Regions from separate parts of the Sparus aurata genome. Here region 1 is linked to region 2. A link is a contact called in public Hi-C data. All regions are on one chromosome and are shown on one strand. The core of a region is the stretch at or near the end of the contact, and the rest is flanking DNA. Distances in the headings are between cores, read along the strand shown. Region 1 holds the start of tecpr1b (tectonin beta-propeller repeat containing 1b). Region 2 holds the start of LOC115575537 (cytoplasmic phosphatidylinositol transfer protein 1-like).

The links. Hi-C and Micro-C count contacts between places; a contact is called where the count stands out from the background.
Region 1: a Hi-C map of skeletal muscle shows a contact between it and region 2, with 10 times the contacts expected there. The contact joins the promoter of tecpr1b here to the promoter of LOC115575537 in region 2. A contact is called at or near these places in 2 of 2 Hi-C or Micro-C datasets (skeletal muscle and an unstated tissue).

The regions. Positions count from the first base shown.
Region 1 is chr23:15,120,883-15,126,226 of fSpaAur1.1, reverse strand. tecpr1b (tectonin beta-propeller repeat containing 1b) reads left to right here and starts at 1,587. Exons shown (of 26, transcript XM_030407756.1): 1 at 1,587-1,744; 2 at 1,968-2,067; 3 at 3,679-3,911; 4 at 3,994-4,176; 5 at 4,275-4,397; 6 at 4,506-4,628. The coding sequence starts at 3,687.
Region 2 is chr23:14,980,796-14,986,323 of fSpaAur1.1, reverse strand. It overlaps LOC115575537 (cytoplasmic phosphatidylinositol transfer protein 1-like), which reads left to right and starts at 1,917. Exons shown (of 10, transcript XM_030407703.1): 1 at 1,917-1,957; 2 at 2,401-3,005. The coding sequence starts at 2,958.

The DNA.
Region 1 (5,344 bases), core at 338-2,837, 140 kb before region 2:
GTTTTGTCTTCAGTATCTGAAGTCTTCTAAATCACAACAAGGGAATAGTGGGGGCAATTTTGAGGCACTAGTACTTAACTTTTAATTTTATACCATTTTTACTGCACCGTATTTCGGGGGGAATAGCTTGTACTCATCTTTATTTATTTATTGGGTATTTAAACCTGTGGTCTCCCTTCTTTTCACATGCAGCAGTGTCTGGTCAGGGCATCCTATCATGTTTCAGATGTCTATGCATATGAACTATACAACAATATATATAGTAACCTTGTTCCTCTTTGTTGTCCTGGTTCTTAGCTGTATGTCTACTCAGCAAAAAAACAAAAACAAAAACAAAACAAAAATCCAGAGTGAAATTCCTTGTATGTTTACAACCAAAGAAATTTGGGCAATATACTGAAAGTCTCAGATGGTGTCATTTGAATAACTGTTTGAGACCCAAATAGGTCAAATAATCTTAAATTTAACAAATAGATTAAAAGAAAAGTCAAAACTATGAAAAAAAATTGACCTCCCAGATTTATCTTATGACTCTTTGCAGGGGGCTCCAACCCAAAGTTGGACTGTTACTCCACTGAGCTGCATGTAAACTCTATATACAGTACATAAGCATAGCATATAATGACAGTAACACACTGATGCATCAGTATTAACATTACCTGATAATATATAATATGTGACGGTAAGTAGGCTAGTTGTGATGCTTGCTTTTTCTTCTCATTATGAATGCATCACTTAAAAGGTGAACTCTGTAGTTTTAGGGAATACATTTGAATCAGATGAGAAAGATCTCTTTTATGCCTAAACAAACAAAATAAACAAACTCTTGTTTTCAGGATTGAATAAACAAAATAACTACAAAGTAGTACAACACAGTTTCATACTGTTTTACTTTTTTTTTATATGTGGCGGACCCTGCCACCTTATTAGCTTCAATCAGTGTCCTGGGACCTTATTTTCCTAAAACAGCTTGTTTATTCATTTGTGGAAAAACCCCAATATTTCTGAGTTTGTATTATTACCTCATACAGTATATATTACAATTCTAAGCTTGAATTTCTTGTCCAAACCTACAAAGTGCCCATTTTATTAGCTACTACTTGTACTCACATAGTTAGCTATGTTATACAATTATCTACTACTTGTATAACATAGTCGTTGCTGCTACTTAAACCAACTCCTGATTAACAATTATACAAGATGAGGTCAGCGGTGTGCTTCAATGAAAACCTGCTGCTCAGGTGGATCATGTCTAACTTCGTGTTTTACACTCTGAACAACACAAAAGCAGCATAATATCATTTCCCCACCAAACATAAACGTTACTGAGGCAAGTTGACCATGAATGAAAGTTTCTTTCCGCACCGCTCCACTGTTTCCATCCTCCCAGCTTCTCTCTGCATTAAATATACTGTATCCAAACACGTAAAACCAAACCTTACGCTTCAATAATTCATCTGGCGCTGAATGAATTATTGAAATATGCGCGTCAATCAGCCGAGGCGTCGGAAAGAAAAAGAAAAAAAAAAGAAAAACACAGCCACACCAGAGGGGCTCCTGCGTTCCACCAATGGGAGAGCGAGGTCCCAGAGCTTCGACCAATGGGAGCGCCACTTTCATCCACTTCCTGTTGTGGATCCGGGAGTCGGACGGAGCGTTCCTGTGCTCCACTATGTGAATTAAAACACCACGAATGAGTCCTGTCCTCCACGGCGGAGGTGTTGTTCCCGACACGGCCTCAGGTGTAAGTAAACAGCCGTGTGTGTGAGAGAGAGAGTGAGTGTGTGGCCGCTAACTGCAGCCCCGACCTGTAAACAGATTATAGCCGACTTTGCGGCATCCATATCAGCTGTCTGTGTTATTACGATGCAGAGCGTGTTTTCTCACTCCTCCTCCTCCTCCTCCTCCTCCTCTTCCTCCTCCTGCTGTCATCTAACGTGGATCCAAACATGTTGAATGTGTCCTAGCATGGGCCTCGGAGACGGGAGGTATCGGCTGTTGCACCTGATGTCATGACGCGTCTGTTGATATTCCCTTGACAACCGCGGATCGGATAGCAATATTCAGGTAGGCTGCTGCTGTTGGTGTGTATTCACCCTGGATTTACTGCAGGCCTCTGAGTGTGTGTTTGTGTGTGCGGAAAAGCTCCAGTGCAACAAATAGCAGACATTAAGTTTAGTCCATGAAAATGCATTCTGTCAGAAACGATGTAATGTGATGGGCTTTATTTGCTCCAGGGTTTATTTCTGTGTCTTTAAACGCACCATTTCCGTCTATTTGAATTTGGAGAATAAAGTTCAAGCGGCTGAATGTGTGACGTGACCGTCCATTTGTTTAAAGAAGACGGGGTGAAGGCCTGTGGGTGTGTGGCACAGTGACAGTCAATATCGTAGCGGATTAGTATCAGTCGATAAAGCAAGTGTCAAGGCACTCGGTGAGAATGACAGCAAGACTTCCGGTCATACATTTCAAAATAAAACAGCATGGCCACGCTGTGATGGTCACTTGAGGAAACAAAACAAAACAATCCAAGTGAAAAAAAATTAGCTTAAATGTTTAATGAATAAAAAATTTAAGGATTATACTATTTTTCCCCCCAAAATTTTCACAATAAAATGTGTTTGCAGGTCTTGGAGACTTGTTAATTTGGATAACACTGTGGGTACCCTAGGTTATATAGGTAGAAGAATAGGTGTAGGACCATGATGCACCTGGTTGGGCCTATATTTCTTATATTTACCAGAGCAGGAGAGGCATGCAGGATTCCTTTGCTGCATACAATAAAAGCCCACAGTGCAGTCAGTGGCTCTTTCATTTTCATTTTGAAGTTTGAAGTTTGAAAGTTTGAAAGTAGGCCTAATGCTTATGTGAAGAAAAATTGTATAAAGCCTTTTGTTTCTCTAGAGGAACCTGCAAGTTAATTGATAGTTTGCCTTCAGTGATGTCACTCAGTGGCTTAATTGCATCATGGGTAATGTAGGCTCCAGGTTTTAAAAAGGATACATTTTGATATCTCTGGGTCTGTTGTATTGATTTAGATCATTTGTTTTTAAAACCAGGGCAGACCGACATCACTCATAGACTATGAATCACACCTGGAGCAATAAAGTCAAGTTACTGAATGAAAACTCTTGTGAATTAGACAAGATACAAATATGTAGGTCATAAAAACTGAAGGTCTTTGTGCAGAAATGTTGTTGTGATTTTCTTCTGAATTGGGAGTGAGGTGAACAGTGTGCATGCGTTTTTTGTTCTGATTTCGTCAACCCTGTTAATCCAAAAGGTGTGCAACAGTTTGCTCTAAGCCTAAAAAAAGTATTAAAGTCACTATAATGTGAAATTTGTGAGGGTCTGTCATGTTTGCTTACATCTAGCACCATAGCATGTTATGATTAAATCAATTAATCAATGAAACAATAAAATGCAACAAAGTCTATATAATATGACATATCTCATCACATATTTCTCATATGCCTCAAGTCTTATTTCTTATTAAGGTGATTCAAGCTACCAGAGAGGCAGAATAAATGTTAAAGAATGAATCTAAATGCAAATGTAGCCTTTCCCCATGATCATAACTCCTCAGCATATCAATAAAGCCGAAGCATACCAAGTCATAAAGTAAAAACTAGACAGCCTGGAAAGCTGAGTGCTGTCTCTGTCTCTGTCTCTGCTCAGGGGCCATCATGCCCATCACGCTGCTGTGGGCCGTGGACGTGTACGGCCGGGTATACAGCCTGTCCACAGCTGGCCAGAGGTGGGAGCGTGCAGACGACCTGCTGCTGGAGCTGAAGCGCGTCTCCGCGGGGAAAGGCCGCTGCTGGGGCATCGGCTGCGACCACCGTGTTTACCTCAACATGATGCCCAGCGAGACCCCCATCCGCTACAGGGAGGAGACCTACGAGAACCAGGTCGGCCTAAGTCCAAGCACTCTAGATGCAGACGCTGTGTGTCGCCAGTGATCAAGTGCTCTGTATGTGTGTGTGTTTGCAGAGGTGGAACCCAGTGGACAGCTTCACCGACACGCTGCTGCCCACCGACCGCTGGCCGTGGAGCGACGTGACCGGGATGAATCCGCAACCGCTCCACAGCTTCGAGCTGCCCTCCCACAGCTGGGAGTGGGAGGGGGACTGGTATGTGGATCAGAGCTGTGGAGGAGAACCCAGCCAGACCGGGGTAAGAAACACAAACATGCAGTCATTTCACTTATTTATTTTTTCTCGCTTTCTTATTTTAATGATGATGTCGTCATGGTGCCTTCTCATATTCTTCAGGGCTGGGAGTATGCGGTCGATTTCCCAGCCAACTTCTCCCCGGACAAGAAGTGGAACTCTTGTGTCCGTCGGCGGCGCTGGATCCGCTACAGGAGATATATAGCACAAGGCACCTGGGCCAGGGTTTGTACACTCTTTGGTTTTACTCTGCATCTCTCATTTCTGTCAGTGTGGAGAAATTGAGTTCAGGTCAGAGCGAAGTTGCAAGTCAAAGTCTCTGTCTCTCTGCAGATCCCTCTGGACAGTCCCAGGAAGCCGCCGCTGCCCCTCTGTGACATCAGCTGTGGTGGTTGGGAGATGAGTGACCAGTCTGGAAGGTATCCCTACCTCTGGGGCGTGTCACAGCAAGGACAGGTGAGTCATGTGACAAAAGCCATTTTCAGCCACAGTTCATGGGAAAATCAAACATAGATATCATTTCTCGTACCTGTAGTGCCATTTCTCCATCTGGATCGTTTTGGTGTGAGTTGCCAAGTTTTGGAGATGTCTACCTTCTCTCAAATATGATGAAACTAGACGGCTCTCAGCTTGGTTTGCTCAACATGAGAACTATTTTCTTTCCATATCACCAGATAGAAGGAGGCATGCATCTACCATTGATGAGAGGTGAGGTAACTAAGCTAGCTAACAACACGGCACGGCAGAGGAGGATGCTAATAATGTTTACATCCCACGCAGTCAGGAGAACAAGCCTCTCATCCAAGAACAGAGTCAGGCTTCCTTCTGTGAGGTGGTACGGAAAGAAAAAAGACCCTACATGAAGCAGCTCACAACAAGCTCTGTGGATATTCTTGAGTAACAGTAACTGCTGTTGAGTTAATGTGCCATCTGGTCCCCATTATATTCAAGAGAAGGCAGACGTCTCCAGAACTTGCAATTAATAGTATTTTTGATTTTTGGATGAACCGTCCCTTCAAACATATGGTGATTTCCTTAAAAATAATTCAATACAAAATTAAAGGTTATTAAAAAAAGCACAGCGGTGAATATATGTTGCTCTAGTTGTATAAATGGAGTGCGTCTTCCCTCCTGACCGTCTCTACGCACATTAATCTGTTATACAGCTCAAT
Region 2 (5,528 bases), core at 668-3,167:
TGTGTGTGTGTGTGTGTGTGTGAGCAGATACATGTGGGTACTGTAGCAGACGTCATCAGTTTGACACCACAAACAGCTTAGCGTAATGTCTTGTGGCAACTTGGAACAAACACTGCTTTAGTTGTCTTGCGAGTGTGTGTGTGTGTGTGTGTGTGTGTGTGTGTGTTTGTGTGTGTGTGTGTGTGTGTGTGTGTGTGTATTGTGTCTGTAGTAAAATGGGTATAGTATTGTGTGTAGTGTATGTACTGAAGCTGAGCTGAAATGAAAGAGTTTATTAAAAATATATTATATATTTTATGAGTTATTACAGTTATCTACCTGCTGCCACACAATATTCTCTGGAAACTGGAAGCTTTAACATGTTAGAATCCTCTGCAAATCAGCTATCAGTCAACTATTGAATTATTTCACCAACTATTTTTAAAAGTCGATTATTTGGTTTGAGTATTATTCTTTTTTTTTTTGAGAAAAAAAAGTGAATATTCTCTGATTCCAGCTTCATAAACATGAAGATTTGCTGTTTACTTTACTCCTCTTTGACAGTAAACTGAATGTGTTCTGGTTTTGGCAGACCTTGCTATTTGTGGACGTTTGTGCACATAAATCTGATCGTGTGTTCGTGCTGATGCCTCTGCACTGTCTTCTCTGTGACGTTATTAATAGTGTAAGAAATGTATTTTAGATACAGAATTGCACCCTCTTGAGTTGAGACATGGGAACTTTTGATTCCTTTCTTTACAATGCAGATGGAGAGGTTTAAGCCAAAGACTCTGAATCCAACCAGCCAAAACACTGACATCCACTGCTGCTTGATTTATACTAAACTAATGATATACTTAATCCAGTGTTAATTACATGAAAGGAAGAAGGACTGAACTGTTCAAAATGCTGTTGGTATAAAGATTAAACTTTCTTTTTCTATGTTATGAATGATATATTATACATAGTATAACAATGCAATACCATGTTTCAGTCATTTGGACGAACACAATTTAAATTACACAAAATGAAAAACACACCTGCTTTTGACCATTCCTGCAGATAACACATGAAGTTATCAAAGTTATTGACTGTATTCTGCTCCCAATGGTCTAAGTAGAAGAAGGCCTCATGTAGAAGAATGTGTGAAAGTTCTTGCTTTCTTTCTTTCCTTCTTTCTTTCTTTCTTTCTTTCTGCGAGACAAGTAAAAATGCCCCCTCCTCTCCAGGTCAGTGTGATGTCAGTGCCCCTCTTCACCTCATCTCTGAAATAAAGGTCTCTGGTGACATCTGCTGGTGGAGAAGCGTACTGCATATCGTACTTCTGGTGTTTATGAGTGGTGTTAACAAAATGCCCTGGGACAAAGAAAGTTCAATATGAACATTTAATATATACATATTATGATGTGTGTGTGTTATTGTCATAGAACTGTAAAACCTGACGTTCATCTGAAGGATGGACAGAACATAGCACACACAATATATTTTCCAAAACAGTATAATTTTGTAATGAACCTTTGTAATGAGTTATAAACAATAAAATGTTCTTTAATCAGAATAAAAACAATCTTTAATCAATGATTTAGTTAATGAATATTTATGAGGGTTTTCGCAACCACAACTGATCATTATAAAATGACTTATTAATCATCAACAAAGTCATTTGTTGCAACTTATAAATCCTTTATTGTAGATACTATTCGGAAGTGGTATTTAAATATTCAACATATCTTAATATATCTAGCTGGCTAAGTCTTTCATGATGTCTGGTATGACAACACTCAGTTTAAACCCTCATACAGCAGAACCAGAGACCCCACCTTATCTATTCTTCATTTTCAAAACCTGCTGCCTACATTACCCACAATGCAACTTAGCCTCTGAGTGACATCATTAAAGGCACTCTATCAGATTGCATTCAGCTTCCTCTGGAGCAACAAAAGGCTTTATGCTCCCCCAGAGCTGCAAGCAGACTTCAGTGAGTAAAATTGATGGAGTTGCCCTTTAATGAAACTGTATATACCTTCTTTGTATCATTATAGACCTTCTAAAGTACAAGATGTGTTTCCTATATACAGTAATGAGTTAACATAGCTATATGTAAGCATCTTGTTTTTATGAATTAACATCACGAATACCCTGAGCTGCCTGTGAGCCAGAACACCACGCAGGACCTCCGGTCACCTATTTAAAGAAAATAAATTCCCATTAAGTGTCTGATGATGAAAGAGCCGACACTGAATCGAATCGGTCGATAGCGTCCCGACCGATGAGCTACAACACGTCTTAACTACTACTTATACTCATTACACAGTGGATGAACGGTGCGGGCGTTTTTAATTGTGATGCTTTTACACTGACAGTCAGCTCCTCTCACTTCCGGTCCCTCTCTCTCTCTCTCTCTCCTCTCGCTTGACGCAGCTCCTCCACACGGCTGCGCATCCCTCCACGGAGCTCTCAGGGCAAACTCACGGGAGCAGGAGGCACGCTGGTTTACATTGGCTGAAGTGTTCCTTATTTTTTGTCAAGTGAGGCGAAGAGCTTGAAGAAGCGAGGAGACGAGGAGGAGCTCGGTTCTGGTCCGGGACGCTGCGGCTGCTGTTTGGAGCGACTTGTCCCGGAGTTTTTGGTGTTGATCTCTTTCACACTTTTTTCTCGACATAATTAACAGCGCTGGTGCAAAAACTGGAAACTGTGAGTTTTGACAGCAGGGTTGTTGTAAACCTCACAAGACCCTGTTGTACTTCTGGATCTGTGTGTGCGCGTGTGTGTGGAGACTCACGTAGGCAGAGCCGAGGTGATGCAGAATTGAGGGCGCGTTTAGGGGGATTTGTGGATCTCAGTCATCTCTCGTTCTGATTGGACAAATGAATTCAATTAAATAGCCGAAGTCGTTAAAGAAGAAACACCGCGAAGAAACGAAGAGCCCCGTGAACCTCCACCCTCCTCCGTGCTGCCATCACCTTTGTGCGGGGACTATGTTGATGAAGGAGTACCGCATCTGCATGCCTCTCACAGTGGAGGAGGTAGGTGAAGTTCCTCTTGGATTTTGCTGATCTCAGACCTTTGTGTGATGGAGAGTTTCAAGTTTTTGTTGGATTCGCTGTTGTTGTCTTTTTACATGTATGTTTTAATGTGTAATCGATTATTGCAAAGTTGTCAATGATGCGCTCACGGGTTTTGCGCCAAAGGGCACGTTGAGCCGCCGTCACCGCGGGGTGGAGCTGCTGCTGCTGCTGTGTCTCTGACAGATCCACTACTCTTTGTGTTGGAGAGCAGTAGTGCGGTTTACTGTAAGATAGCGTGCAGCAGCAGCAGCAGAGGGGATCATGTGATTTGTTGGAGGTAGTGAAGGACAAACCGTGGATCTGTTGTACTGAGTGTTTTGTTTTTTTTCTTTTCTTCCTGTGATTGTGTATCTGGATGGAACACCTCACACCACAGTCACACATGGGGGTGTCACCTTTGTGCTCCTCGCAGTAAATGATGCCCTTGCTGCAACCAGATTACACACGTGCCACAATGTCTTTGTGGCTGAATGACTGAGATGCAAATTTGGCGCACGATTCTGGTCATTGTTTGTGTGAGGAGCATCTGCAGGCTGAAGTTCCCCTCAGGTCACAGTGACACAGAAAGCAGCTTCATGATCCAGCAGTGCTGCTGCTGCTGCTTGCTGTGGTGTTTTAACATGCAAATAAGAAGCTCTATTTCGTGATACACTCAGTGCTCGGCTCAGTTGTGAATGTATTAACTTGATTTTTAATGTCACACAACGGTGGAATGTGATGCTGTAAGAGGTGCACCTCATTTTGTGACTGTGTGCGTTTAGGCGGGTAATCTTCGGGTGATTCATTCCAGTGTTGCCTGAACCCAAACGACAGATGTTCCAGCTGGAGTGTTTTTACCGTGCCGTAAAGGATGCGCACACCATTTAATCCGGTTTATGGTGTGACACGAGCTGCCACTGCCATGGGTAACCAGTTCAACTCCGAATAAGTGTGTTGCCACTAACATTAAGCCGAGGATGAAATATGGCCATCATCAGAGCTCCAGCAGCCTCTCCAGAAGTCGATCGATCCTTATCTTGCCCGATCCGCCTGATTAAGTAGTTTCTGCGAGTTTTGTGTAATTACCAGGACGCCGCTTCATCACATGGTTGTCCTAAAGGCTGATTGTCTCGTCTGCTGTCGTTGGCTCCAGCTGTGATGGAATACACAGCTGTCCTCTTTGGCCGTGCAGCTAAAGGCCATCACATCTGTTGTCGTAATGATAATAACGGGGGTCCAACCCAATCTGTTAACCTGCCTTTGACTTGACAAATGAACACTTGTAATATTATTCCTGTTTGCGGTGCACGTCTGCAGACACAAAGACATCGTCATTTAAACTTGGAAAAGTGCTGGGAAATTGATTTTCTTATGCAATCGTAACGCAAATGGAAAACCATTTACTGCTCTTTCTGAGTCAGTCCAGCAAAACTAGAGCTGCAACGCTTCAGTGAAGTGTTCTGATAACTGATGTGTGGTTTCAGTCATTTTCTAAAGAGCATAAATATAAAACATTTGCTGGTTCCTGCTTCTTAAATGTGTGGATTTGCTGCTTTTTTTTCTATCATTTATGATATTAAAAGGAGAGTTTTGGGTTTGGGACTGTCTAAAGACATCACCTTGGGCTGTGGGAAATTGTGATGAGTCTAAATTTTTTTAGACTAATAATTGTGAAAGTCATCAGCAGATTTATCCATAATGACAATAATCATTCATTGCAGCCTTGGCAGCAACACATTACATTATGAAGTGGTCATCTGAACTGGTGCAAATTACTTATTTGTGCTGCTTTGTTCTCCGGCTAAAATTGGTAAAAAATTGATAAAACACATCTTCTTCTCACATAGTCAACACGCCGTGTTTTTCCTCACACTCGTCATGAGCAATGATTCATCTGGTGCTTCAGTGTCCTGGTTATAGTATACGCATTGCTTACACAACCCGTCATAAGAGTCACGAAGCAGGATCTCCTCAAAATGGCTCTACAGCACAAGGCACAACCAGACGGCTAAAGTCACAAGTTCCATTTTATCACAAGCAGCCTTCAGTGGGCCCATCAGGAGACTCTCATCTTCCAGTGGCCATTAGGTTGAAGCACTGCGGGGGAAAACATATTGGATACATTGCCGTGAGGATCTCCTCATGGTCAACATTGCAGTTACGTTGGGTTTTTACTAAAAATAACTGCAGAACTCTTTGTTTTTAATTATTTATCTATTTATTTGTTTATTTACTGTTTTTTGACACTTTCCTCCCCTTTGATGTAACACCTTTCTGGCACACTGATATGACTAATTCGTATGGACGGACGACAAACACCAATTGCCGTGCCCGAATTGAGGCGCAAAGTCATTGAACGCACAGAAACACAGAAACCAGAGTTCTTTTGTTTGTTGTTTTAAAAAAGCACAAAACATTCGGGAAAATGTTCTTTTTGTAAAATATATGTATTTGTGCGGACAAGTCCAAATATAAGTTCTTAAAATTCAGGCAGCATATTCT